Linked DNA regions of Hordeum vulgare: region 1 is linked to region 2. The links are chromatin contacts, called in public Hi-C maps. All regions are on one chromosome and are shown on one strand. The core of a region is the stretch at or near the end of the contact, and the rest is flanking DNA. Distances in the headings are between cores, read along the strand shown.

Region 1 (6,623 bases), core at 1,526-4,025, 210 kb before region 2:
CCGATCCGTGTCATCGGCCGGACGACACGCACTAATACGCACGGTGCAGCAGGGCTCTGCCTGTTTGACCCGCCAATGGAGCCCCGGCTGCCGGAGCCCAGCGGCACGCACGCTCGCTTAGCCCGTGCCTCCGCTGGCCTACGCACGCGCTGCATCACCCACCGCTGCAGCGAGAGAGACGAGAACGACCGCGCCCGTGCGTGCATGGTACCACGGGGGTTCATGGTGTCATCGTCCTCGTCGCAGGCGCTTGCACGGGAGCGGATCGGGAACCTGGCGACGGCGAGCGGCAAAGGGTGGCCGCTGCTGCAGAGGGCGAAAGGCGCCCCGGAAAAGGACACGGCCGGGCGGGGTGAAAGAAAGACAGCGGCGCGCGCAGCGCAGGCGGCCGGATTTAAAAAAAGGCCGCGAGAGCAGGGAAGAGAAAGGCGTCGGTCCACATGGGCGCGCCGGGAGCGCGCACGGGACCCGCCGCGGGCGCGGCGACCACGTTGCCTGTCAGCGCCGGAGCGAGGCCATGATGCCGTAACGGGCATGGTGTCTGCCAGCGCGTTTATTTTAGCTCTGGGGCCGCTGGCGTGGGGGAGTAATTTTTTTTTTCCTTCTCTGCGCGAATATTCACAGGCCCAGCACATGCGGCACAGTGCCCGGATGGATCCAGATCAAGCCGGGCGCCGGGCGGCCGGACCGGCCGGTTCGGCTCTTGCTCTGTGGCGAAACGGGCTTGTGAACCGGGCGCCTACTGGCTAGCTCTGCTAGTGGCTGGCCTCCTGCCACGGCTGGCTGCTGACTTCGATGCAGATAAGCACGGAAAATGAGGGGCTCGCCACTCCCCGTCGCTCTGCCCTAAAAATGCCGCCACTGTTTGCTTGCATTGCATTTGTAGCAGTGCCATGCCAGCTCGATCGACCGGCTCTTCAGCGAGGCCAAGCAACGGTAATGGCACACGATCGATACTACCTACGAGTAATGCATTTGGTGTTTTGAACGATGTGACAGCTGACGAGAGTGTGAACCCCTTCAAAAACAGCATCATCCGTTTGGAGAAAACATCTTGTGATCTTTTTTCTTCTTGCAAGCAGCCAAATCAGAATCAGATGCGCTAGCTAGCTACAACAGAACCTGAGGATTTAGGAGAAGGACAAAACTCCAAATTTACAGTCAAGAGAAAACGAAAAAGAAGAAAACAGTCAATTGATTAGACCTTCTCATCAGCATCCCAAAGAAAGAACAAACCAAATCAGTTAAAAAACCAACTAAACGTCCAAAGCGCTATGCATCTTTTCGTCCATCATTGCGTCCCTAGCCTAGCCCGTCGCTTTCCATGCACGATCGCCCGCCGTCTCTTGGACCGGACGGACGGATCACCCGCACGGCCTCGGCAGCTCGCCGCTCCACCGCTGCGCCGCCGTCGGCGTCGGCGTCTGCTTCCGGCCAAGGGTTGACGCCCGGGACGACGACCGAGCTGATGACGACGAGTCCTTGCTGGCCGCCGACTCCTTCTTGTCCTTGAAGAACCCGAACACCGGCCGCGAGCAGACCGGAACGTTGAGCACCACGGGCGCCACGCGCACGCCGGACGAGTAGGACCGGTCGACGGCGCGGGCCATGGACCGCGACCTCGCCGCGGCGTGGAGGCTGCACGGGGAGCTGCAGCTGCGCTCCAGGCCCTGCTGGAACACGATCTTGCCCGAGGAGTTCATGCGCGGGGAGTCCACGGAGAGGCATCTGGACGCGTCCTGCTGCCTGGGCGGCGACGGCCGGCGGCGCGCCGGGCTGTGGGCCGCGCGGCTGGAGGTGGAGTGGCGGTGGGAGGAGCGGACCAGGCGGAGGCGTGGTGGGTTTGGGTCGGCGGCGGAGTCGAGGGAGAAGCGCGGGTTGACGTCGTCGTGGTCGTGGCCGGAGGAGGACGAGGAGGACGAGTGCGAGAAGCGGGAGGAGGCGAGCGAGAGCGAGGCCTCCGAGTCGGAGCTGTCGCGGAGGAGCGGCGCCGACGCGAGGTCCGAGGCCGTGCCCGTGGACGCCCGCCCGCCGTTGCTCCGCTGCAGGAGGAACTTGAGCGACCTCGCCGCCGACGAGCCCGTCGTCGCCGTCGTTCTCCCGGGGGTCTTTGCCAATGCGGCCGCTGGCGACGGCGACTGCGACTGCGAGGGCGTCGACTTGGGGCTCTGCGCCGCGGCCGCCCTCTTGAGCCCGAGCAGCTCGCGCCACCGGCTCGAGCAGCTGGGCGCCTTGGGCGAGAACACGTACTGGTCGGCAGCACCAGCCGCCGCGCCGCCGCGGATCGGCCTCATCGGCTCCGGCGACGCCGGCATTGCCTCCAACAGCCGCGCGGGAGGTGCCGTCGCCGCGGCAGCCTCCGGCTCAGGCGCGGCAGCGGTAGCAGCAGTATCAGCATCAGCCCGGCGGAGAGGGAGCAGCTTACCGTCAGCGAAGAGCTCGTCCGCGGGGAGCATGCTGGCGGCACAGCCGCCCCCGCCGAGGCTGAACTCGAAGTCGATGAAGTCCTTGGAGATGGCGGGCGCGGCGACGGCGGGGTGCACGGGCGAAGCAGAAGAAACGACGACGACAGCCGCCGGCGCCGTCTCCTCGGGCGCGTGCGCGTCACGGCCGAACGAGGCGCGGCGACACCCATACGCGGACGCGGCGGGTGCCGCGGGGACAAGGTTACTCGCGACGGCGGAGGTCATTGCCGGCGGCAAGGCAGGCGCATTCACGGGCGGGGATCACACGCACACTTATCAGCAGATCGCACTCTCACACTAGCCAGACGACAGACTGCGGCGAATATCGTGGGGGTGGGGGTGGGGGTAAAGGATTCTGGTAAAGGGCGCGGGCGTATATATAAGCGGGTGACGGGCTACGGTGAAAACGCGCCGTTTGGGTGCGCTGGCGGGCGAACCGGGCTGGCCGGGGTCCGGTTCGCGGAAAGCAGAGGGGAGATTTGCGGTGTGGTCCTTACGGGTGCGCGCAGAGGCAAAATGCAGGCCTGGCTCGTCGGGTTGCGGGTTTGCGTTTGTAAAAAACGGCACCGGCCCGATCGGTACAGCTGCGGCCAGAGGGGGACGCGCGCGGCAAACATTGGGTTTCGTTCGGTGGTTTTGGGAATGGATTTTTGAAGCTGGGTTTTAGTGGCGGAGTTAGAGGTTTTAGGGGAAGAATGTGCTGTTGGTATGTGTGTTCGTAGCAAAGTTTTGACTTTGCCCCGTCTTTTGTTTCGAAATTTAGTTGGCAACTTTTGGGTTTTGATTTGTTCGATGGTTTTCAAAATCTGGATACTTTTGCAAATACCGGCTTATTATTTGACACCCCCCTTGAATTCGGGGAGGGGGGGATTAGGAAGGTTACATAGGTGTAGTATTTTCGTTATTTGACCGATGTAGGCTTCAAAGTGAAATCTGTTTCTGGCGGGTCTTAACAAAATTTAAGAACATAATGTGATGAAAATGTTTTTGTTTTAATGTGTTTAAATAGTTCTGGACATTTGGATACGTTTGCACCTTCCAGGTTATTATTTGACCATTGCAGGCTCGAAAGAGGAGGCGGGAATAACACAAGTTTAGCAGGCAGTGTGCTGGTAATATGTGAGTTCGCATCAAATGTTTGAGTTCGACCATCTTCGTTTTTAAATGTATTTGAAAACATTGTAATTTGGATACCATTGCACCTCCCAACCCATTAGACCCTAATATCTGGGGAACGTTACCTTTAGGAGAGGTGTTGCATAACATTGGAAGAGAAAAAAAATCATACGTACACACAAGATCTATCCATGAAAATGCATAGCTACGAGAGGGGAGGTGTATCTACATACCTTTGTAAATCACTAAGCGAAAGCATTAAGAAACTTGGTTGATGTAGTCGTACATCTTCACGATCCAATCATGATCCGTCCCGATCTAGCACTGAACGGACGGCACCTTCGCGTTCAGCACACGTACAACTCGATGACATCTCCGCCTACTCGATCCAGCAAGCGAGGGTGGAGTAGTAGATGAGTTCTCCGGCAGCACAACGGCGTGGTGACGGTGGTGGTGGTGCAATCTCAATAGGGCTTCGCCAAGCGCCGTCGTAGACGCGACGGGAGAAGAAAACTGATCTAGGGGGAGAGGAAGGGGTGGAGGAGGGCCAACCTAGGGTTTCCCCTAGGTTGGGGTGGAGGCCAAGGGGTGGTGCTTGCCACCCAAGGCAAGGGTGGCGCCACCCCCAAGGGCTTGGCCCTCCACCATCCAGCCACATGGGCCTAGGTGGGAGGGGCGCCCAGCCCACCAGGGGTTGGTGCGTCTCTCTCTCATCCCATGCGAAACACTTTCGGCATCTCCGTCACAAAAACGATATTTTCGTAACCTTTCCGAAATCTGAATACCAACTTCCCATATATTGTCACACTCCGAGTGTCATGCTATAGTGACCTCACACTAAAACAACAACCCTATTGGTTGTAGAACAACATTACACTCCCAATGTAGCTCCGACTTCGACGGAGAGCTACGAAGAACTAGGCAAGATTAGTGACACGGAAGATCGCCGAGTGGACCACCTGTTGGAAATATGCCCTAGAGGCAATAATAAATTAGTTATTATTATATTTCTTTGTTCATGATAATCGTTTATTATCCATGCTATAATTGTATTGATTGGAAACACAGTGCATGTGTGGATACATAGACAAAACACTGTCCCTAGTAAGCCTCTAGTTGACTAGCTCGTTGATCAGAGATGGTCAAGGTTTCCTGACCATAGGCAAGTGTTGTCACTTGATAACGGGATCACATCATTAGGAGAATCATGTGATGGACTAGACCCAAACTAATAGACGTAGCATGTTGATCGTGTCATTTTGTTGCTACTGTTTTCTGCGTGTCAAGTATTTGTTCCTATGACCATGAGATCATATAACTCACTGACACCGGAGGAATGCTTTGTGTGTATCAAACGTCGCAACGTAACTGGGTGACTATAAAGATGCTCTACAGGTATCTCCGAAGGTGTTCGTTGAGTTAGTATGGATCGAGACTGGGATTTGTCACTCCGTGTGACGGAGAGGTATCTCGGGGCCCACTCGGTAATACAACATCACACACAAGCCTTGCAAGCATTGTGACTTAGTGTAAGTTGCGGGATCTTGTATTACGGAACGAGTAAAGAGACTTGCCGGTAAACGAGATTGAAATAGGTATGCGGATACTGACGATCGAATCTCGGGCAAGTAACATACCGAAGGACAAAGGGAATGACATACGGGATTATATGAATCCTTGGCACTGAGGTTCAAACGATAAGATCTTCATAGAATATGTAGGATCCAATATGGGCATCCAGGTCCCACTATTGGATATTGACCGAGGAGTCACTCGGGTCATGTCTACATAGTTCTCGAACCCGCAGGGTCTGCACACTTAAGGTTCGACGTTGTTTTATGCGTATTTGAGTTATATGGTTGGTTACCGAATGTTGTTCGGAGTCCCGAATGAGATCACAGACGTCACGAGGGTTTCCAGAATGGTCCGGAAACGAAGATTGATATATAGGATGACTTCATTTGGTTACCGGAAGGTTTTCGGGCATTACCGGTAATGTACCGGGAATGACGAATGGGTTCCGGATCTTCACCGGGAGGGGGGACCACCCACCCAGGAGGGCCCAAGGACCTTGGGCGTGGTGCAGCAAGTAGGTGGGGTCAGCCCAAGGCTGTCTTGTGCAAGAGAAAGAAAAAACCAAAAGAAGAGAAAAAAAAGGAAAGGTGGGAAAAGAGAGAAGGACTCCACCTTCCAATCCTAGTTGGACTAGGATTGGAGGAGGACTCCTCCTCCCCTTGGTGGCGCAGCCCTTGGGGCTCCTTGAGCCTCAAGGCAAGCCTCCCCTCCCTCCTCCTATATATATGGAGCAATTAGGGCTGATTTGAGACAACTTTTTCAAGGCAGCCCGACCACATACCTCCACGGTTTTACCTCTAGATCGCGTCTCTGCGGAGCCCTGTCGAGATTAGATCATCACCAACCTCGGGAGCGCCATCACGCTGCCGGAGAACTCATCTACCTCTCTGCCTCTCTTGCTGGATCAAGAAGGCCGAGATCATCGTCGAGCTGTACGTGTGCTGAACGCGGAGATGCCGTCCGTTCGGCACTAGATCGTAGGACGGATCGCGGGACGGTTCGCGGGGCGAATCGAGGGACATGAGGACGTTCCACTACATCAACCGCGTTTCTTAACGCTTCTGCTGTGCGATCTACAAGGGTACGTAGATCGGAAATCCCCTCTCGTAGATGGACATCACCATGATAGGACTTCGTGCGCGTAGGGAATTTTTTGTTTCCCATGCGACGTTCCCCAACAGTGGCATCATGAGCTAGGTTCATGCGTAGATGTAATCTCGAGTAGAACACAAAAGTTTTTGTGGGCGGTGATGTGCGTCTTGCTGCCCTCCTTAGTCTTTTCTTGATTCTGCGGTATTGTTGGATTGAAGCGGCTTGGACCGACATTACTCGTACGCTTACGAGAGACTGGTTTCATCGCTACGAGTAACTCCGTTGCTCAAATATGACTGGCAAGTGTCGGTTTCTCCAACTTTAGTTGAATCGGATTTGACCGAGGAGGTCCTTGGATGAGGTTAAATAGCAATT
Region 2 (7,420 bases), core at 2,720-5,219:
CCTTTAGTCCCGGTTTGGAACACGAACCGGGACTAAAGGCTCCTTACGGACCGGGACTAAAGCTTCGAGGGAGGCATTGAGAATTGGGGCGACGTGGCCGGGCCTTTAGTCCCGGCCCAGAAGCAGGCCGGGACTTGACTTTAGTCCCGGCCAAAGGCCCGTTTTCCACTAGTGCATGCTGCCCTAGCTACTTGAATGGAAATATGTCCGTTGCCTTGAAAATTCTGAACGTACTCCGTACCCTCTTCCGTTTCTAAATATAAGATCTTTTAAAAATTACACTATAGACAATATATGAATTTATATAGATATATTTTAAAGTTTCTTGTATTTAGGAACGGAGGGAGTAATATGCATGCCCGCGTGGATGAACCCTCCGGGCAACCAAAAATCCTCCGGCCCAAACCAACGCCAAGCCGCCAACCATAGCGCTCCTGTCTCGCTTGTGAGTACGTCGCCACCTTTTTGCAGGGGTGGATCGTTGGTGACCACGCCGGTGGATTGCTGCTGAAACTTGTACCTGGGCTGGTGGACTGGCACCTACTATCTATCTTGAGCCGGAACACACGGACACGACTGGGCGTACGGTTCCTGGCACGGCCAAAAAGGCGTACGTTCTCCGGGCGTCGCAGAGCATGCATGCATGCATGGCACACGGGCACGACTGCACGAGAATCCACGTTGACCACACGGATGTACGTGTACGTGCGAGCCAGCTCCTGCCGCACGCTTATGCTGCACACAAAGTGCACACCGAGGCATCGACGATCGAGCACGTCAAGTTGATCGAGAACGACACCGGCGCGTGCAGGCACGCACTGCACTGCCGGAGTCCATAGCGTCGTTCGCCGTGCATGCATGCCCCGAGTCCAAGCACATTTGAAGCTCTGTATTATCAAGAGCGGGAAAAAAAACTACTATAGTGTGGTGCATATGTCTTATGCTTAAGACAAAAGCATCATCAAGAGACCGCACACGCACACTCACACGAATGAACTTTTGGCTATGAGCCACACACACACTGCTTCTTCTGTGGTTTCCTTCTGAGATGCCAGCGGCACCCCAAGTATATATTGTACACGGATCGTACTTGATGCTGGTCACATTAAAGTAAGGACGTTCAGTCAGTCAAGTCCATTTTGCATTTTTGCATGTCTAAATCTAATCATTGGTTTGCTTGCTAGTTATGGCCATAAGTTCACGGAGAAGAATGAGTGGTTTCATGTCATTATGTCTGAAAGTATATTTTTTTTTCAGATAGTTGTTCAATCATCAAGCGCATCCGTCACGGACAGCCTTACTCTAATCAGTCCAAGTACAGGCATTTCCAAGTCTGCAGGACGTACACTGACAATGAACGATGTAGAGTGTACGCAATGGCAAATGACAGCTAGTACGAATACAATTTGGATCTACAACCCATCACTAGAAGTTATACAATGCAGTACTCCCTCTGGTCGTTGTTACATCCCCTGATCCTCTTTTTAAGATGTCCTCTGATCCTTTTTATTTCCTCCATTTTCATATACAAGGCCACTATCAAAACTACATTTTACAGATATACCACTACTCCCTTCGTCCTAGTTTACAAGTCCGACACATGTATCTAGGTTGTCAATTTGATCAACTTAATGATAGGCATATAATACAAAAAATACTCCCTCTGTAAACAAATATAAGAGTGTTTGGATCACTACTTTAGTGATCTAAACGTTCTTATATTTCTTTGCAGAGGGAGTATATTATTAGAACCTTTAGTTGTTCTATTTTCTAATGATATGATTTTTATATTAAATAATATATTTTATATAAGTCAAATTAACGACATAGGTACACGTGCATGACTTCTAAACTGTGACGAAGGGAGTAACATTAATGATGCAATATTAATGATGTTTGCCTTGTAGTATTAGCAAAGCATGACATTAATTATGGCTTGCATGCATGCAGGAGTGAGATCAATGGTTTGATGTGCATGAGAGAAAAAAATACACATTAATTTACACGGCAAACAAAGAGACAAACTGTCTTGCAACATTGACTTAGAACGTATTATTTTTTGCCTTGATACCGGAAATATGTGTTTGTGGCCTTGTATACAAAAATGGTGGAAGTACTTCACATGAATTTTTTGAAGTTAAACTTCATATGACCATATTTATATTGAAAAAATATCAACACTCCAAATACAAGAGTTACTCCCTCCATTCCTTATATAAGTCCACAAACTCATATTATAGCTATCAAGATAAAATTTAATGACTGTTTTGCATACTAATTTTTTTTCCTTCACCGGGGTTATTAATGTGTGGCATGCATGCAAGGAATGAATGAGAAGAAAATAACTGAATGTCATTATGACTATATGCATGCAAGTAGTATGAGAAAGCAATATTAATTTGACTGTTGGTGGCCTTATATAGATGCAAAATCTATTTTTTCATAGTGGCCTTCTATAAGGAAATGGTTGAAGTATATATAGTACAAAAATTAAGTTCATAACACATCTAATGATATTAATTTGTATTGTGAATGTTGATACTTTTTTTATACAGTTAGTCAAACTTTACGAAGTTTGACTTCACACAGATCTTATAGGAATAGTAAAAAGGACCGGAGGAAGTACTATTTTACATGTCACACAGTTCAGAAGTTAACACCATATTCTCCATCATTTAAAAAAAAGTATGCATAAGTCACTAGAACCGCTAGACCTTAATCCAATGGCTAACAAGAGATTGCACAATGTTCTTCTTCAACCTCCCCTTCTTCTTTCTCATGCAGCCGTCGTGTTGCCCGGAGAAAATTCAAGTGCCTGACATTAAGCAAATGCCAAACTGAAAACCAAAAAACCGTTTGAGAGAATTAGCAAGATCAAACACACTTCATTCCATTCTACTCCACTCCAAATTCTAAAATAAACCGACCTCTTTGGCCTTTTGTGCTATGAGTATCAGGTATCCAAGCCTAGCTAGCCAGGTAGTACTAGTAGTGTATGCCAAGCTCTTTTGGCGACCAGCAATCTTCAAATATTTATATCCCGGCCTTGTTCTACATGAGCAAAGGTGTGATGGATTCGTCTGCATGTCTCACTCTCACTTGTGCACCTGCTGCAACGACCCGCATCTAGTTAGGCACCTACACAACGTAGGAATATCAATATTTTTGCCCTCACGTCCATGTGATCTTTGATTCTTTGTGGTGAAAGAAAGGAAGAGATGCTGCATAAGATTTGACCCACTGCTTCTGAAAAGGGACAGCCTAAGACAGTAGTTTTTTAAGCCGCAGAACATGGAAGCATCATGCACTAATCTCTTTAGATGATATCCATGCCGCTTATCCGACAGACCCAAACCTCTCCCAAAGTTGGCATGATGCAAAATTATTTTTTTTTGAATTTGGGTCCTCTATTCGTGTCCTCCTGCTCTTGTGCGCCTTTACAAAAGGCAGACAAAAAGCACAAGGCGACATAAAATACCCTGAAGCAGAAACACTTTGTGCAGTATTGAACGAATCCAAAAGATGAGCCCCTAGTTGTGACAGCGCAATGGACGGGGGCCTTGGCTTACATTAATTAGTACTGCAATCATTTGCCCCAAATTTGTGTTTGCTAAGTAACAAGAAATCCACATGGAGGAGAGGACCGTTTGACCGACGCACACACGATGAAGACGGACGGCCCATATGGGTACAGAGCGGTTTGATGAGGCTAGAGCTAGCCGAAGTAATGTACTCCTACTATACTAGCAGTAGCAGTAGAATATACTCCTGCGTACGTTGGGCTGGTTGATCCAGTTCAGTGACCGGCCTGGATCCAAGGCTCCAAGCCATGTATCGTAGTATTAATTTTCTCTCCAAATGGATACTGATAGGCTTGTATACTACCACTGGTAGATGATGTACACCGCACTGCCCAGCTGTTGGGGCTAGAGCTCGAGGGGGATCCACTCTACTGTGGCCATCTCAGCCATGTGATGGATTCACAGAGACGTTAACTATTCATTCATCACTTGGCTCTCCTCCTAGTCGTAGCCGAGGCCAAGTGTGCACTGCAGATGCAGAGAGCACAGACGACAGCTTGCTGCGTAGTGCTCACCTTCCTCGCTGTCAATGAGGTTTTCACGGCAACTGCAGCATCGGAACGAGTAGCCTCCCCACTCCCCAGCTCTCGGTTCTCGTCGCCCGACGATTACTCGCCATGAAACTTACCGCCGGCTTGCTGGCAGTGGATGGAGTGGAGCTGGTCGTGGTCCCTCGGCCCGGCACACCCGCGCGTCTCTCTCCGTGGATCGGTCGCACTTCACATGTGATCTGTTAGAATAAATCCGATGCACACCGTCAATCATCGAGGACCAAGCAATTACACAAGCACAACACAAAGATTTGTTAACGAGGTTCATTGATCTGCCTACATCTCCGGGGCATGACTACGGGCGCTTCTCCTCGTCACACCGTCACAATACCGCACCCCAGCCGCCCGAGCGCCGACACATGTCACCGGCTCCCCCGCGTACCTGTGCTATTATGTTGGCATAAGTTACATCGTGTGTCTAGCCCCACTATATATGAGAGGCCTAGGGTACGAGTATTCTGCTTGAACACGACTCCATATCTCTCCCTAATAATAAAGCAAATACGGTTTCTGGTCGTCCGTTGTGACATTTTTGTAGAAAGGCCTCTCCGTTTTTAGTTAATCAACCCGCAGTCTTTTCTTAAATGAGAAAAACGTTTCACTTTTATGTATAAGACCCTACTTTTTCCGAGGCGAGGACGCATTGCCGCCGTAGACGGCGCGCTCGCCGGATCCAATCGACGGCGGCTCGCGACGGGCGGCGCGACGGCTGGGCGCGGGGGCTTCGGCTCGGCGTTTCTGTCCGGGGAAACGGGTGGTGCGGCGTGCGGCGGGGCGGCGGCGGCGCGAGAGATTGAACGGCGGGGCGACGCTCGGGAGGAGGGATTAGGCGTAGCATCCAGAAGCTCACCCTGGGCACCTTCGTGGCCATCGAGAGCAGCAAGCACGTATGTGCGTGGTTAGCAGCTGGATGAAGCGTCGGTAGGAAGAAGAGGTTAAGGAATAGCTGCAGGTACGGTATCTGTGCGGCGAGGGCGAGCTTGTCGTGCTTGAGGGACTCGATGCGGGAGTGGAGGGCGTCGTAGCTGGCGCGGAGGGCGGCGAAGTCGTGCTCGAGCTTTGTCCATCACCAGGCGTACGCACCGCCAGGCTGACCCACTCCCACATGCTCCGCGCCGGCTTCCATCCGGGCTTCTTCCTCCGCAACAACCTCCTCGCAGCATATTCCCGTGGCGGCGACATGCGCCACGCCCGCCTCCTGTTCGACGGAATGCCGCGCCGGGACGCCGTGTCCTGGAACACCCTCATCACCGGTTACTCCAGCCAGAGCGGGTCCTCCGCGCGCCTCGCGCTCGCCTCCTTCCGGGACGCGCGGGGCGGCGGCGTCCGGGCGGACAGGTTCAGCTACGCCGCGGTGCTGGCGGCGTGCAGCAGGGCCGGGGACTGGAGGCACGGCCGGGCGGCGCACGGGCTGGCCGTGGCGAGTGGGCTCGTGCAGGACGTGTTCCTGACCAACTCCGTCATCGACATGTACACCAAGTGCGGGATGATTGACGAGGTGAGGCTGGTGTTTGACCGGGCCGAGGAGCGGGACGAGACGTCGTGGAACCTGTTGCTGTCGGCGTACCTGCGCATGGGATGGCCTGCTCTTGAGAAGGCACATGTTCATGAATTTGAAAATTTTCACTCCTTCAAACATGTGCACGAGTTTAAAAAATGGTCATGATTTCAAGTATTCGCCATGATTTCATGAAATTAGGAGTGATAGTGTATGTCGATGATACAACAAAATATGGCCATGACCATTTAAAACTATGTTTTTTTCCGTTGCAACGCACGAACCCTTTTGCTAGTCCTATTTAAACACAATACAATTACAAGTCCAACTGTAACCTACCTTGTACAATAATATTCGATACAACTTTAACATGATCCTCCCTCCAACTAGAGAGATGGACGAATCGAGGGATCGGTCTCGCGTGCTTCGCCAATGGACGAGCGACACCCTGCGCGCAGCGATTAAACTTGATCATCCGCTTACCAATTTGTCATGGCCGACCGACAGTGCCATGCCTCCGGGCAAGCTGCTGAGGCCCGGCGTCGTGTGCGGCTAGCGGAAGGGAACAATGTTATGCCTCGTTCTCGCAGACAGGGGGCACGACCTGTACAGTACGCCCTCGATCGTGGCTACGGTACCGGACTACCGGCGCTAGCTACTCCCACTTTGAATCTGTAGTCTACTGGCGGTCTTATCAGTTATCATAGCCGCGTACGTACGTACAACACTCGCTAGCCTGTAGGCTGCGCGATGGATCGGCTGCTGTCGACATTGCATAATTCCGACTGCAGGTTGTTGCGCGCTTGTGTGTAGTGTAGGAGTAGATACGGATATGTTTACATTAAGGCTGTGTTTGGATGTGGTGTAAGTAAATACAGATGTATTAATTTCACAGACATATTTTACCGGTGGCTAGAAAGATTTCCAGCCGAAAACAGAACAACAAGGAGAGATCTATATTTTTTTACGGAGGTGTTTGAGGCAAAACGGTAATCCAAACAAGACCTAAAACATGTCTAAATACATCCGATTTTAAACAAATCCAAAACAAATAATATGAACCAGAGACTATACCGGTGCAACAATAACATGACTGTACAGGAGCCGACCCCGTGCGTGAGAGAAAACAAATAAAACCCATGAGGTCATGGAGGACTAGCCCGAGAGATGAAACTATAACGTCACGTAGAACCCAAACCCCAAAATCACTCATTAATCCCCTACAAAGGTCACCCTACGACCGCGGATCTTCTAACACATACATAAGAAATGTTGGAGAAGCTACAGTATTCTGACTTGCCTTCTTTCAATTCATATAATTAAGGCTAAAGTGACTTCAATTATTTTGCAAATTACAAATCTACTGTATACATCTATAGTAATGCATATAAAAAAGCAAGACGTTGAGATAAAGTTAATTCTAGATTATTTATATCTACAGTAAACAACCAGCTAACGGTACCTAGCTTTCCTTCTTTAGTTTACACAGGGCACTGTTGCAGACTTTCCTTTTCTAAGTTAGAGGATCCAGTTCCTACTCCCGGCTTCTCAAGTGACGCCACTTGTTGCAACCAGCTAACGATATCTCGGCACTCGAAAATCCACTCATAGGTTCCTTATTATAAACATTTTATATCTTAATTGTGCGTTCAAATCCAAAACTCTTTTCACTATTTGATATCTCGGCATTCGAAACTAGATGCAATGTAAATATGTTTCGACAAACTTTTTCTTACGGAAAACTACAGAAGAAAATACGAGCCGAAAGCACCTTGTCTTCATCTTTTTCC

Evidence for each region. Hi-C and Micro-C count contacts between places; a contact is called where the count stands out from the background.
Region 1: a contact with region 2 is called in a Hi-C map of seedling, with 2.8 times the contacts expected there. The contact joins the promoter of LOC123408648 here to the enhancer-like site in region 2. A contact is called at or near these places in 2 of 6 Hi-C or Micro-C datasets (leaf and seedling) and 1 of 1 datasets of contacts at active chromatin or transcription factors (embryo).

Annotation. Positions count from the first base shown.
Region 1 is chr7H:593,842,730-593,849,352 of MorexV3_pseudomolecules_assembly, reverse strand. It overlaps LOC123408648 (suppressor protein SRP40-like), which reads right to left and starts at 2,775. Exons shown (of 1, transcript XM_045101705.1): 1 at 1,040-2,775. The coding sequence starts at 2,690. The coding sequence ends at 1,365.
Region 2 is chr7H:593,631,035-593,638,454 of MorexV3_pseudomolecules_assembly, reverse strand. No RefSeq gene overlaps it. Among protein-coding and RNA genes, the nearest start is that of LOC123409413, 38 kb to the right of the region's middle. Within about 2 kb of position 3,969, at least 2 of the 3 cell types and tissues checked have open chromatin away from gene starts, as enhancers often do. A contact at or near this core is called in seedling, where this site is marked.